Linked DNA regions of Gossypium hirsutum: regions 2 and 3 are each linked to region 1. Evidence: chromatin contacts called from public Hi-C data. All regions are on one chromosome and are shown on one strand. The core of a region is the stretch at or near the end of the contact, and the rest is flanking DNA. Distances in the headings are between cores, read along the strand shown. Region 1 holds the start of LOC107916530 (alpha-L-fucosidase 2). Region 2 holds the start of LOC107953372 (triacylglycerol lipase 1). Region 3 holds the start of LOC107955926 (protein unc-50 homolog).

What was found. A called contact is a pair of places that touch in the nucleus more often than the background predicts.
Region 2: a contact with region 1 is called in a Hi-C map of leaf, with 2.0 times the contacts expected there. The contact joins the promoter of LOC107953372 here to the promoter of LOC107916530 in region 1. A contact is called at or near these places in 2 of 34 Hi-C or Micro-C datasets (hypocotyl and leaf).
Region 3: a contact with region 1 is called in a Hi-C map of leaf, with 2.0 times the contacts expected there. The contact joins the promoter of LOC107955926 here to the promoter of LOC107916530 in region 1. A contact is called at or near these places in 6 of 34 Hi-C or Micro-C datasets (hypocotyl, leaf, petal and 1 more).

The regions. Positions count from the first base shown.
Region 1 is chrD12:2,718,483-2,722,374 of Gossypium_hirsutum_v2.1, forward strand. LOC107916530 (alpha-L-fucosidase 2) reads right to left here and starts at 2,167. Exons shown (of 10, transcript XM_016845800.2): 1 at 1,390-2,167; 2 at 1,059-1,204; 3 at 5-855. The coding sequence starts at 1,594.
Region 2 is chrD12:2,851,594-2,855,277 of Gossypium_hirsutum_v2.1, forward strand. It overlaps LOC107953372 (triacylglycerol lipase 1), which reads left to right and starts at 1,498. Exons shown (of 9, transcript XM_016888668.2): 1 at 1,498-1,920; 2 at 2,357-2,467; 3 at 2,868-3,008; 4 at 3,440-3,550; 5 at 3,644-3,684. The coding sequence starts at 1,747.
Region 3 is chrD12:2,896,171-2,899,755 of Gossypium_hirsutum_v2.1, forward strand. It overlaps LOC107955926 (protein unc-50 homolog), which reads right to left and starts at 1,441. Exons shown (of 10, transcript XM_041108225.1): 1 at 1,163-1,441; 2 at 213-280. The coding sequence starts at 1,252. LOC107953374 (reticulon-like protein B11) reads left to right here and starts at 1,622. Exons shown (of 6, transcript XM_016888672.2): 1 at 1,622-1,784; 2 at 2,050-2,230; 3 at 2,407-2,548; 4 at 2,639-2,708; 5 at 2,799-2,968. The coding sequence starts at 1,724. The coding sequence ends at 2,968.

The sequences.
Region 1 (3,892 bases), core at 917-3,416:
ATACTCCCATTTTGGCTCAAGATCTTTGTTCCATATTCCTTGCAAGTTTGCCACCTGAGTTCCAGGCCGTGAAGAAGAAATAAGTAAATACCGGCCAAACTGGAACAGAAGCTCGACAAGATATGGATCCTCATCCATTTGAAAAGATTTTATTCTCTCAGCCGTTGTTGGAACTCTACGATTTTTCTTGAGGCACACAACAGATCTTGAACTTTTTGAAAACTGCAGTGAGACACGGCGGAACAGATTCTGGTAGTCATCCAAATGATGAGCATAAAGATCAACATATGACAGATTACTAATCGACTTCAGGACATTGAGAGAATCTGAAGTAGGATCCTTCTTAGAATCTGATGGCTTGGTGAATGGCCCATCAAATGAAGATGATGCCACCAGAAACAAAATAGCCCAATCAGAACCTTCAACCCTTAACTTGCTGTCATCTAGAATATGGACAATGCCATTCCCCTTGCTAATCTTTAAATCAAGAACAGCAGAAAACTGGATACCCTTTGGCTTGTCATCTGCATACACTTGTGGTGGGATTCGCTTTTCTGGGCAATGTCCTTCCATTATAATCTGGCTTTCACCGTTCGTTTTACAATGGTGATCTAACTTGCTGTCCAGATATACAGTAAAGGATACAGACCCAGGCTTGGTCCCAGAAATCTTCGTTACCATTACTTGGTCGGGATTAGAGGCAAAATGCTCTCTGGAAAATTCTACACCATCCACAGTATATTTTATTTGCACAGTTGCATTATCCAAGTCCAGCTCTCTTTGATACGATTCTTTATCATAATTCAGATGAGAATCATCAAATTCCAGCTTGATATCACCAAGTAGTTGATAAACCTCCATCATTAAAAGGCAAAAATCACCCAGATAAGCTTCTTAGAACAATTTCAATATTTTCCAGTAGAACAAATTAAACTGAGATCTGTGATTCATGAATTTAACTCCTAAATCAAAGAAATAGTTTGGCAAATTCTATAATTTTACAACGCCTTCACACAAGTTTTTTATAATAATAATAATAAGGAAAATAAGTAACATACATCTGCAGGATTTCCAACCAACTTGGCTGCTGCTGCAGTAGCTTCAGCAAATTCACCACTATCAACAAGCTTTCTAATCTCTGAGAGAGCATATGGAGCATTGGGGTTTGTATAGTCTCCAGGAACCCCAGTCCAAAGTGTGTCCTCTACAAAATTATTTAACGATAGTCATTTTCTACTAGTTTCATTGATAATTTGTAGACACCACATGTAATGTATATTCATTTTAATGGTCTTATTATTCACTCATTCAGAAACGTAACACAAGTTATTAAAGAGAATTTGATAAGATTTGACAAGAAAGCGAAAGGAAAATGTAGCATTAGTTCACCGTTGAGCTGGATAAGTTCGGAAGCGACGCCACCCCAAATCATGGCACCAAGACGACCATTCCCAACGGGGAGGGCGTCGGTCCAGTACTTGGCGGGTTCGTTGAAGATGACTTTCAGTGGCCTTGAAGTTGAATCCGAGGAGCATGGGTTCCAGAGATCGGCCACTGTGGGTCTCCGCACCATAATCCACTCTTCATCTCTCATTACCGCAAAATCAGAAGTAGAGATTGTACGATATACCAACTAATTGTAGCCACTGCTTTAAAACATAATTTCCAAAAGTTCCTTTACACTGGAATTTTCTCAAAAATCGTTTATCAATAAAATTCATGAAAATAAATAATTACAAATTGAATTAAGGATAATACAAACACTCCAATACGATCTTTGATGACCATGGTAATAATTCTAATACAAAATCATTTACATATTCGATAAAGGAAGACATCACCTTTATAAATAGGAACGTAATTGTCTTTGAGTAAATTGACTTAACTTTTCATTCAACTAGTGAACAAACACGACTTTCGTCAATTTAACTTTAGTTCATACCCTAAATCCCAACAAAATGAAAATTAATTTTGATTAACACAAATAATTTGTTGACATAATATTTACTTATGCAAACTCCAAATTAATCTTTAAAGACTGATGATATTCAATATGTATTAAGGTTATCATCACGGCGAATAAATAACAAAGCAATATAGCCCAAGCCCCGTTCAAATATTCAATCCAAGTAATAAACCTATATGAAAATGGGATTTTATGAACAAGCCCATATAATTGGAGGAATTAATGTTCCACCAGAGATATCATCAGAACAATTACAATATTAGGTGGAGAAAAAAGCAAGGCTCAACAATCTCTTGAGGGCCGATTTTGCAATCAACAAATTGATTTTTTTTTAGTTTTTTCTCGAAAATTACCATTACTTACTCTTATAGATTATATATTTTCTTTTTCATTAACCATTTTTTGCGCTCTATGTTTTCTTTTTCAATGATAAAATGTTGTAATTTATTTATCTTACTTTCTTACTATTAACAAACTATTCATATCAAACTAGGGTACGTTCATAATATAAGTGCATGAGAAAATGAAACAAAAATGAGGAAATATTTGGTATAGAAAGACATAGTTTTGGTATCTATTCTTATTTTCTAATGGTTACCCCAACAATGGTGTAAAAAGCTTTTGGCAATTTACACCATGACCTCTCCCCAAATATCTTGCCCAAACAATCTTATTTTCCTTTTAATCAGAACTTTGAATTCGTGCTGAGGCCCTCCATTGCCGCCTTCTTGTAGAGATCTTGCGATAAGAGTGATTTCATCATTTGGTTTTAGTCCTTTCTCATTCGAAAATTGAGGCCAATCAATTGAAACATAATTTCCAATGACTTCATGAGTGTGGAATTTTGTCAAAACCGTCCACACTTTTCCCAAGCTATCAATAACATCCATGAAAAAAAAACGCCCTTCTTGAAACTCAAAAAACTCACTAACATACATGAAAGGGAAAAAAAATACACATCGGTCCACTTCACTTTGAATTAATCTCCTTGAGAATAATCTCCTACCTTGCATTTGGTTTTCCATGTCCACAAATTGAATTGAGAGCAATACAATAATGATTCTAATACGAGTTTGTATGATTCTTGATGATTGTGATAATGATTCTAATACGAAAATTCTTTATATATTTGATGGAGGAAGACATCGTTTTAACTAACACCTTTGTAAATAGGTATGTAATTGTTCGTGAGTGAATTGACTTAACTTTCCGCTTAGTTAATACACATTGCTTTTCATGCGATAAGCATTCTCATTATTATGAAGAAGCCCCCACAAAGCAGTTATCCATGTTGTTGACCATCCTCGACTCTCCTCCCCTATTTCAGACTACATAAAGTGTAAGCATACTGCTTAAAATATATTACCCTATAGTTGAAAGCAATATAAATCTTTATTCGATCACTGGTTCTAACTTCAGCAATAGCCATCAAGGTTCTCATAATAAGAATGTAACAATTTACATAAATTAGTGGTTCTAGAATCCATCAATCTATGGTTATTAAATTTCTGAAGAAAACGTGCTTAATACAAACGCAACGTAGGAAGCTAGATAACAAGCGCTTTTCATACCAATACATGAAGCAAATTTGTACCACTCATACGATCTAGGACATTACAACAGATAGGAAGAAATTGTAGCAAGTAGAAAAAACAAATTTAATGAAAGTACTATAAGGGAAAGAAGCAAGAAGTTATGTTTAAGTGAGGTGGTGAAAACATACTCTCATGCTGGCTCAATATACCCTACAGGATTGACACCTGACTTCCGGGTCATGAAGAAGAAATAAGCAAATACCCTGCAAGAAGGATCTTCATCTGTTTGAAAAGATTTCACCCGCTCAGCAGTTGAAACTGCACCATTGTTGCTTTTACTAAAATGTGATTTTCTTTTGTAGAAGATTTAACTTCCTTCATCTCCAAAGAG
Region 2 (3,684 bases), core at 248-2,747, 130 kb after region 1:
AAATGATCTTAATTAAAATATTATTTTGATAAAATGATTAAATTTCACGTGAAAATCTATTAATCATATTTTATTAAATAAAAATAATATTCAATGATTAGAATTAAATATATCAATTAAATAAACTATTAAGTTCTCTACTTAAATATTCTAGTATGAATTTAGAACACCATAAACTTATAAACTAATTACTTGAATTTAGTAGCTCATGATAAATTAATTAATTTAATTTGATAACTCATATTGATTAATTTAAATTATTAGATTTATAAATATTATAATTAATCAGGTGAAAGAATATAAAATCAAATATGCATAAAAGCTATATTTCATGCACATGTTACGAGTCTTTTAAAATTGTCGATTTGATCATACTTTCTTTCTTTTTTTTAACATAATTCTTATTTTCTTTATTTGATGAAAATTCACGATATAAATTCTATGGTAAGTTTACAACGATTATATCTTTATAACAATATGCTGTTATATGTATCTACCAATCACAACAGATAAAATTTGAACAGACAAATAAAAATGTTACAAAAAGGGATAAGTGTACTTTTACATGTTGAGTGGAGAAAAGTAGTTAGTAATATAACAGTTCAACCTTTCCTCTTTGCCATAGAAAAGTTAATTACCCTTAGAATACCAACAAAACCCCCAATTCTTGCAGCCACAAGAGCAGCAATTGGTAGTACCTCTGGATTAGAATGTGGTATAGGTAAGACAGAGAAAACATCACCTGGGATTTTGATGGGTTCTTCGCTTGCACTTCACATCTGAATTAAATGTGGTATAGGTATGACAGAAAACAACATTTCACAACGCGGCAAATGCTAAGCCCAAAATGTTGTTCTTGTATGTAAATTATGTTTTGAAAGGTGGGCAAGGGAGGATGATAGGAAGTAATTTAGGGCTGGTGAGATGGGTTGCCACTTTTTTGGGGTTTGGGATTGCAACGAAAAGCACCAGAATTTTGTGGGTGTAGATCAGTTAAAGATTAGAGATCCAACAAAATTTTGTTTTAATATTTATTTTTGTTTTAAAAGTAGATAAACTAGAAACAACAATAAAAAAAAGTAATTTCGGGATTTAAGTGAGATGGTAAGGTTTTTTTTATTTTAATCAATAGTTCAGAGTTTGATTCTCACTTAAGTATAAAGTAGTTTTAAAATTCGTGGTCAACATCTACTCCTATACAATATGGTAAATATTTGTATAACGTATCATACACAAATATTTTAAAAGCATTATAAATTTTTATCAAAAATTGAATTTTTAAATAATTTCCCCTTTTTAAAATTATTGAATTTTTATGTATTTTTTAAACTTTTTAGAATTAAGATTAATTTTTAAATATAGATCAAATTAATATTACTAAATTTGTTATTATGAAAATAAAAAAACATACTAATTGTCAGTAACTATTAATGAAAAAGGAAAACAAAAGTTAAAAGGTTAAAAAGTGAAGTAAATTATTGGAAAAGGACATGAGCTAATCGTTCCGACGACAGGATCACGGGCCACAAACTTACAAAAGAGAATAAAAAATGGATCTGCTACGGAAAGATCTGAGAGTCTGAGTTAAATTTTGTGAAGTCTATTAAGCTAAAAGAGAATAAAATTGGAACGGAGTAGAAAACATTCATATTTATTTAATGGTTAAAATTCATGAAAGCTATGATAAGGTGAACAGAGTGTGGGGCACTCCAGTCCCGATCATTCAACTACTCCCCATTCAGAGAGATGGACAAGTTTCCGGCGTTTCTTCTTCTTCCATTTCTTTGTTTCTTCCACTCTTTGTTTCTTTCCGACGCCGATGTTACCGGAAATTCGTCCGATCCTGGCCTAACTCTCTCCGCCGAGTCTCTCTGCGCCCAGCTTATCGAGCCCAATGGTTATTTCTGCACCGAACACACTGTACTCTCTCTCCCTCCCTTTCTATTATTGTTCTTGTCAAGGTTCTTTTGGCCGCTAAGAAACCGGGAAAAAATGATAATGAGGGAAAAATAGTAAAGGACTATTATGTTTTGAGCCATAAAAGAAGCAATCAAAGCAAAATATGCATTTTTTGTTTGTTTTTGGAAGGGACTGCAGAGACGGAGTTTACCTTTCCTTTTCCCTCATTTCCGTTGTACCGATAGTGTCCTTAATTTGTAGATTTTTTTCTACTGTTTCTTTCATCCCCTTATCATAAATTTTGAAGTTTCTTTTTTAATGATTTGTAGAAAGTTTTCTGAAATCTGCTTACTTCAGTACTTTAGGGTTCTCTAGTTAAATTTTGTTGCTTTCTTGTTTGGTAACTGAAAGTGAAGTTTCCTTTTAATTTTGTGGTTTATTACTAATTTTCTTTCAGGTTCAAACTAAGGATGGCTATTTATTAGCTCTCCAACGCGTCTCATCTCGTTCTGGGGATCTTAAAGTTCAGCAAGGTCATCCTGTTCTGCTTCAGCATGGATTATTCATGGTAAATTCCCCATTTACCTGAAACAACTTTTTCAAATAACAGAGTTATTTAGCTGTTATTATGTATCTTATTCATGTAAGGTCTTCTAATGTGTCTTGATCCTACCAGCTACTATTTATTGATTTACTTGTATTAATTTTATCTTTTTCCTTTTTCCCCCTTTGTTTTTCCAGTGAAAATGCATGCTGAAAGATGCCATTTTTTTTCTAAAACAAAATCCTAGATCTAGTGGTTGTTGCAATAAATAACAAAGCAAATGAGTTTGTGTGCTTTCTGTTTGTAAGATTATATGTTATCTCTGTTTATATTCTCCAGGACTGTAATTTTGTATATGCATGTCTTTGTTTTACGTTGGTAGGATTTTGTCACTGATTTGATACTACTTTGATATACTAAACAGGCAGGTGATGCATGGTTTTTGGATTCCACTGAACAGTCGTTGGGCTTCATCCTTGCAGACCAGGGTTTTGATGTATGGGTTGGAAATGTTCGTGGAACACGTTGGAGCCATGGACACATATCTTTGTTAGATACAGACAAGGTAGGCAAACTCTATACATAATGCCTCTTTCTCTTAGCTAGAGTTCATCTTGCAATATTTATGGATTAGTTAGGCTGTTTTTAATGTGGAGAACTTTAACTACCTTAGATGTTGGTTGCATGAGTATCAGTTTTTTTTTTTTTTATGCAATTTGTGTGTCCAACTTAGTTGGCTGTGTGTGTTTTATGTGTTGACACCCACATGGCTTATTTTCAATGTTTGTGCATCTTTGTTTAGTGTACCACAAAATCCAGTTTCATAGCTTAGTATGCAATATGCTAGTTGTAACACCCTCTTCTCCATTATTTTCTTTCCTTTTTCCCTGCTTAACAATATAAGGGTTTCCTGTTGCTTCTATATCCTAATAAAATCCATGTCAACGTTAACTGGTAGTATCTCATAGACTCGAAAACTATTGGCTTTTCTTGCAGGAATTTTGGGAGTGGAGTTGGCAGGAATTAGCTTTGTATGATCTTGCAGAAATGTTGCACTACATACACGCAATTACCAGCTCCAAAATCTTTATTGTTGGACATTCACAGGTCCTGCATGCATTATAATTACCTAGAGCATGGTTTTCCTGGCTTTTGCTGATTACCTTTTTAGGTTACTTATCCAATGCTTTTTAATGACAGGGCACAATAATGTCTTTGGCTGCTCTCACTCAGCCAGACAT
Region 3 (3,585 bases), core at 191-2,690, 180 kb after region 1:
ATTACTAGCTCAAATTTCATTTCAAGACTCCGGAAATGTATCTAATGGAGACAATGAGAATTGAAAATCAGTCAGCAGAAAATGGAGTGTCAGCAACATAGGTACATTTCATCTACTCCTGGAATTATATGGATTTAGCACTCAGTAACTAGTTGATGATAATATGGGATGATAGAAATCAAGTAGAATGATGGTAAGGGGTCGATACTTACACAACCTTTGGTGCAGTACATAGGTGAAGCATTTGCCAGAAAGTATATTCAATATCCATTTGTTGCCACTACACAAACCAACAAAGGAAAGAGGAGCACTATGAGATGAAGCAGCCATATACAGCAATGATGATGATGAGGAAATGTGTAATAGCACAATTCATTCTACAAGTTAATTGCATATATTGTTCAATTGCAATTCAACATCTATGACTGATACATTTTAGCATAATACTTCAAATATAAAAAAGAGAAAATTCCCACACGCAGCTATAACAGAGGCCTACATCCAAATCTAAGTTAAATAAATAACAAACATATAAGAAAAAGACAAGTAAGAAAATACATTAGACACAAAATTACTTGGGAGGATTAAACCATTCAAAACTTAGCAAAACAATGCAATATTGCTCAAATCAGCAAAGACATACATCAAAGTCAAATTACTAATTTTATTATAAGATTACCCCTGAATGGTAGGGATTCAATTTAAAATGGTCCAGGTTATTGTTAACTTGGCATATTTCCAGGATGAAATTCGTGAATCACATAAGGATCCAAAGTCTGATTACGCCAAAACCACCTAACTCTCTCATCACTACTTCTCCCACATTGAAATTAGAATTTACTTCTAGATTGGATTTCACACTAATGACTTCTCTTTTATAACATCCCAACCTTTTTAATCTACTTTCTAACGCCAGATATTACCCGCCACTAAGTCCTAAGACTGGAATTAATTACAATAATGAATAAAAATTAGAATGTAAAATCTGTAAATTTCATTCAATCAAGAACTTGAGCAAAGATGCAACGTGAAGTGAGGAAAAAAAAGGACAAAGGAAGCAACACCGACAAGTCTTATTCCTAATTGCAACAAGATTCGAACTCCGGGATAGAAATTAGATGAAATGGAAGATCAGATCCAGAGAGAGGGAAAGAGAATGGACCTTGACAATTCGACGTAGGTACTGGGGGAACATGGAGTTAGGTCGAGATGTGGAGGGCGTGGAACGCGTTTTGCTCACCGTTGGTAACATCTTCCCTTTTCTCTGACTTTGAGTTAGTTCGATTTGGCTGTTTGATCCGAGATCTGTAGGGATCTCTTCCTTGTTTTCTTTTTACACCTCTTAGTTTGTGTCTACGGATGGAAGCGTAAAAATGACGACGACTCTGTTTTTCTCTCCGTCCCAGGCTCGCTGTCACTCTGACTAGGCACCTGCCTTCCTCAAATGCCGATTCATTTAAACTCTTTCTCATAAATGGGCTGCAAAATTGGGCTGACCTGACAGAACCAAAACCAAGATTTGACCAGAGTTACATTACATAATCGGGCTAGAGATAACTCAATAAACAACAGGCCCGATGAGCCCATCTTAAGGGAGAGGCTTAAAGCCCATTTTAATGAGGACCTTCCTTCGTTTTTGTTTCTCCCTCTCCTTCTCCCTTTTTTCTCCTTTCTCCCTGATATCAAATTGCAGAAGAAACGAAATTCAGCAATCGCCCGCCCCATGGGAGATTCCAGCCTTGCACTTGGTACATCAGTTCATAAAGCGCTTGGTGGCGGCTCAGGTTTCCTTCTCTTTCTATATATTCCCAGCAGCCTCTTCATTTCATTTCTCAATAGATCTGTTTCGCTTCCACGATCATTTCTATAATTGGGTGTTCTCGAGGATTTTTTATTTTCCGAATACTAACTAATATTCCGTAGTCTAATTATATTATTCAGCAACATGTCATCTGGTTTACATGATTCTGATTTATTTTGGGATTGTTAATTGTTTTATTTTTTTATTTTTGAGGTCTGGGTTTAATTTTGTTCATGTATTTCCGGTAGTTGCTGATGTGCTATTGTGGAGAAAATGGCGTGGCGGAGCTGTGATGCTAGTCTCGGCAACGACGATGTGGTACTTATTCGAAGTAGCCGGTTATAATTTCTTAACTTTCGTGGCCAACGTGTTATTGCTCCTTATTGTTATTCTCTTCTTGTGGGCCAAATCTGCTTCACTTCTCAACAGGTTTTTCCATTGCTAAACTCTTTAATCTCTCCTTTACTAACTGCTTATCCTATTGCATGCTTTGATGGAAAATACTCGTACCCAGAAAAAAGACAGTTGTTTCCTTCTTTTTTTATGAGAACAATGCATTATGATTTCTTAGAAGAAAATGGAAGTGATTCTGCTTTCATATGCAGGCCTTTGCCGCCAATTCCTAATATGGAAATTTCTGAGAGAACGATTGGGATTGTCGCGGATGAGTTACAAATATGGCTTAATTGTGTATTGTCAATTGCACATGACATTACCATCGGCAGAAATTTGAAAGTTTTTCTTAAGGTTAAGCTTTTCCTTTATATAATATCATTTAATTGATATAAAACCTTAAAATGCCCTTGACTAGCAAAGTTTTTAATGTCTGTTGATCAGGTTGCCCTTAGCTTGTGGTTTGTATCATTCATTGGTAGCCTCTTCAACTTCCTCACTCTGGTCTATATTGGTAAGTTATGTGACCCTGTTCGGTCTTATAACTGTGATGATTCCATTGACTTTATTCATTTATGCTTATTTGTTTGGATGTGTTCCACAGGAGTTATTCTTATTTTATCAGTCCCTTTGGTATATGAAAAGTACCAGCCTCACATTGATGAGAAGCTTTCTGTAGCGCACAGAGTCTTTCAAGAGCAGTGCAGGAAACTTGATGAAACGGTCTTAAGTAAGCTTCCATTGCCCTCAAACAAGGAAAAGAAGATGCAGTAGGTAAGTTTGGTATATTCTCTGTGCCTATGCTTGCTTGACTCTAGTCGAAATAACTAAGAAGCTAGCTCCTTTTACATTGTTTCTATTGCATTAATTTAGATTATGCAACTGTTTTATTATTCTCTGTTGAAAGTGACACTGATTTGTTCATACCACATTGCAATTATAATTCCAGTAACATCTTGTGATTGTAACCAATGTACCTGCCTGGAAAAGTTATGTAATGCCAAATCATAGAATTAAAATATTAAGGATTTAAGAGCCCCACATTTCATCCCTCAAGCATGGCTTACTGTCTAAATTCGTTTCTTTTGGGAAGATGTTGCTCTGTTAATTGTGATTGCTCATGATATGCCTGGAGTTCATCCTTTTTGGCTATTTAATTGCTAATTTTTGCATAGTGCATGATCTTAATATCAATAGTTCTCTACATGTGATTTCAATTCTGCTTTTTTTCTGTGAAGCCCTATTTTTAAAATGCATTTATTTTACTAGTGTATAAAACAGTCTCTAATGCCTAATTGAATGTTTTGGATTTAGGGAATAAAATATGAGCAAGGAATAAACTTAGGCTTTGGTATAATAGGTCATTATCCAAATATCACAAGACATATGTC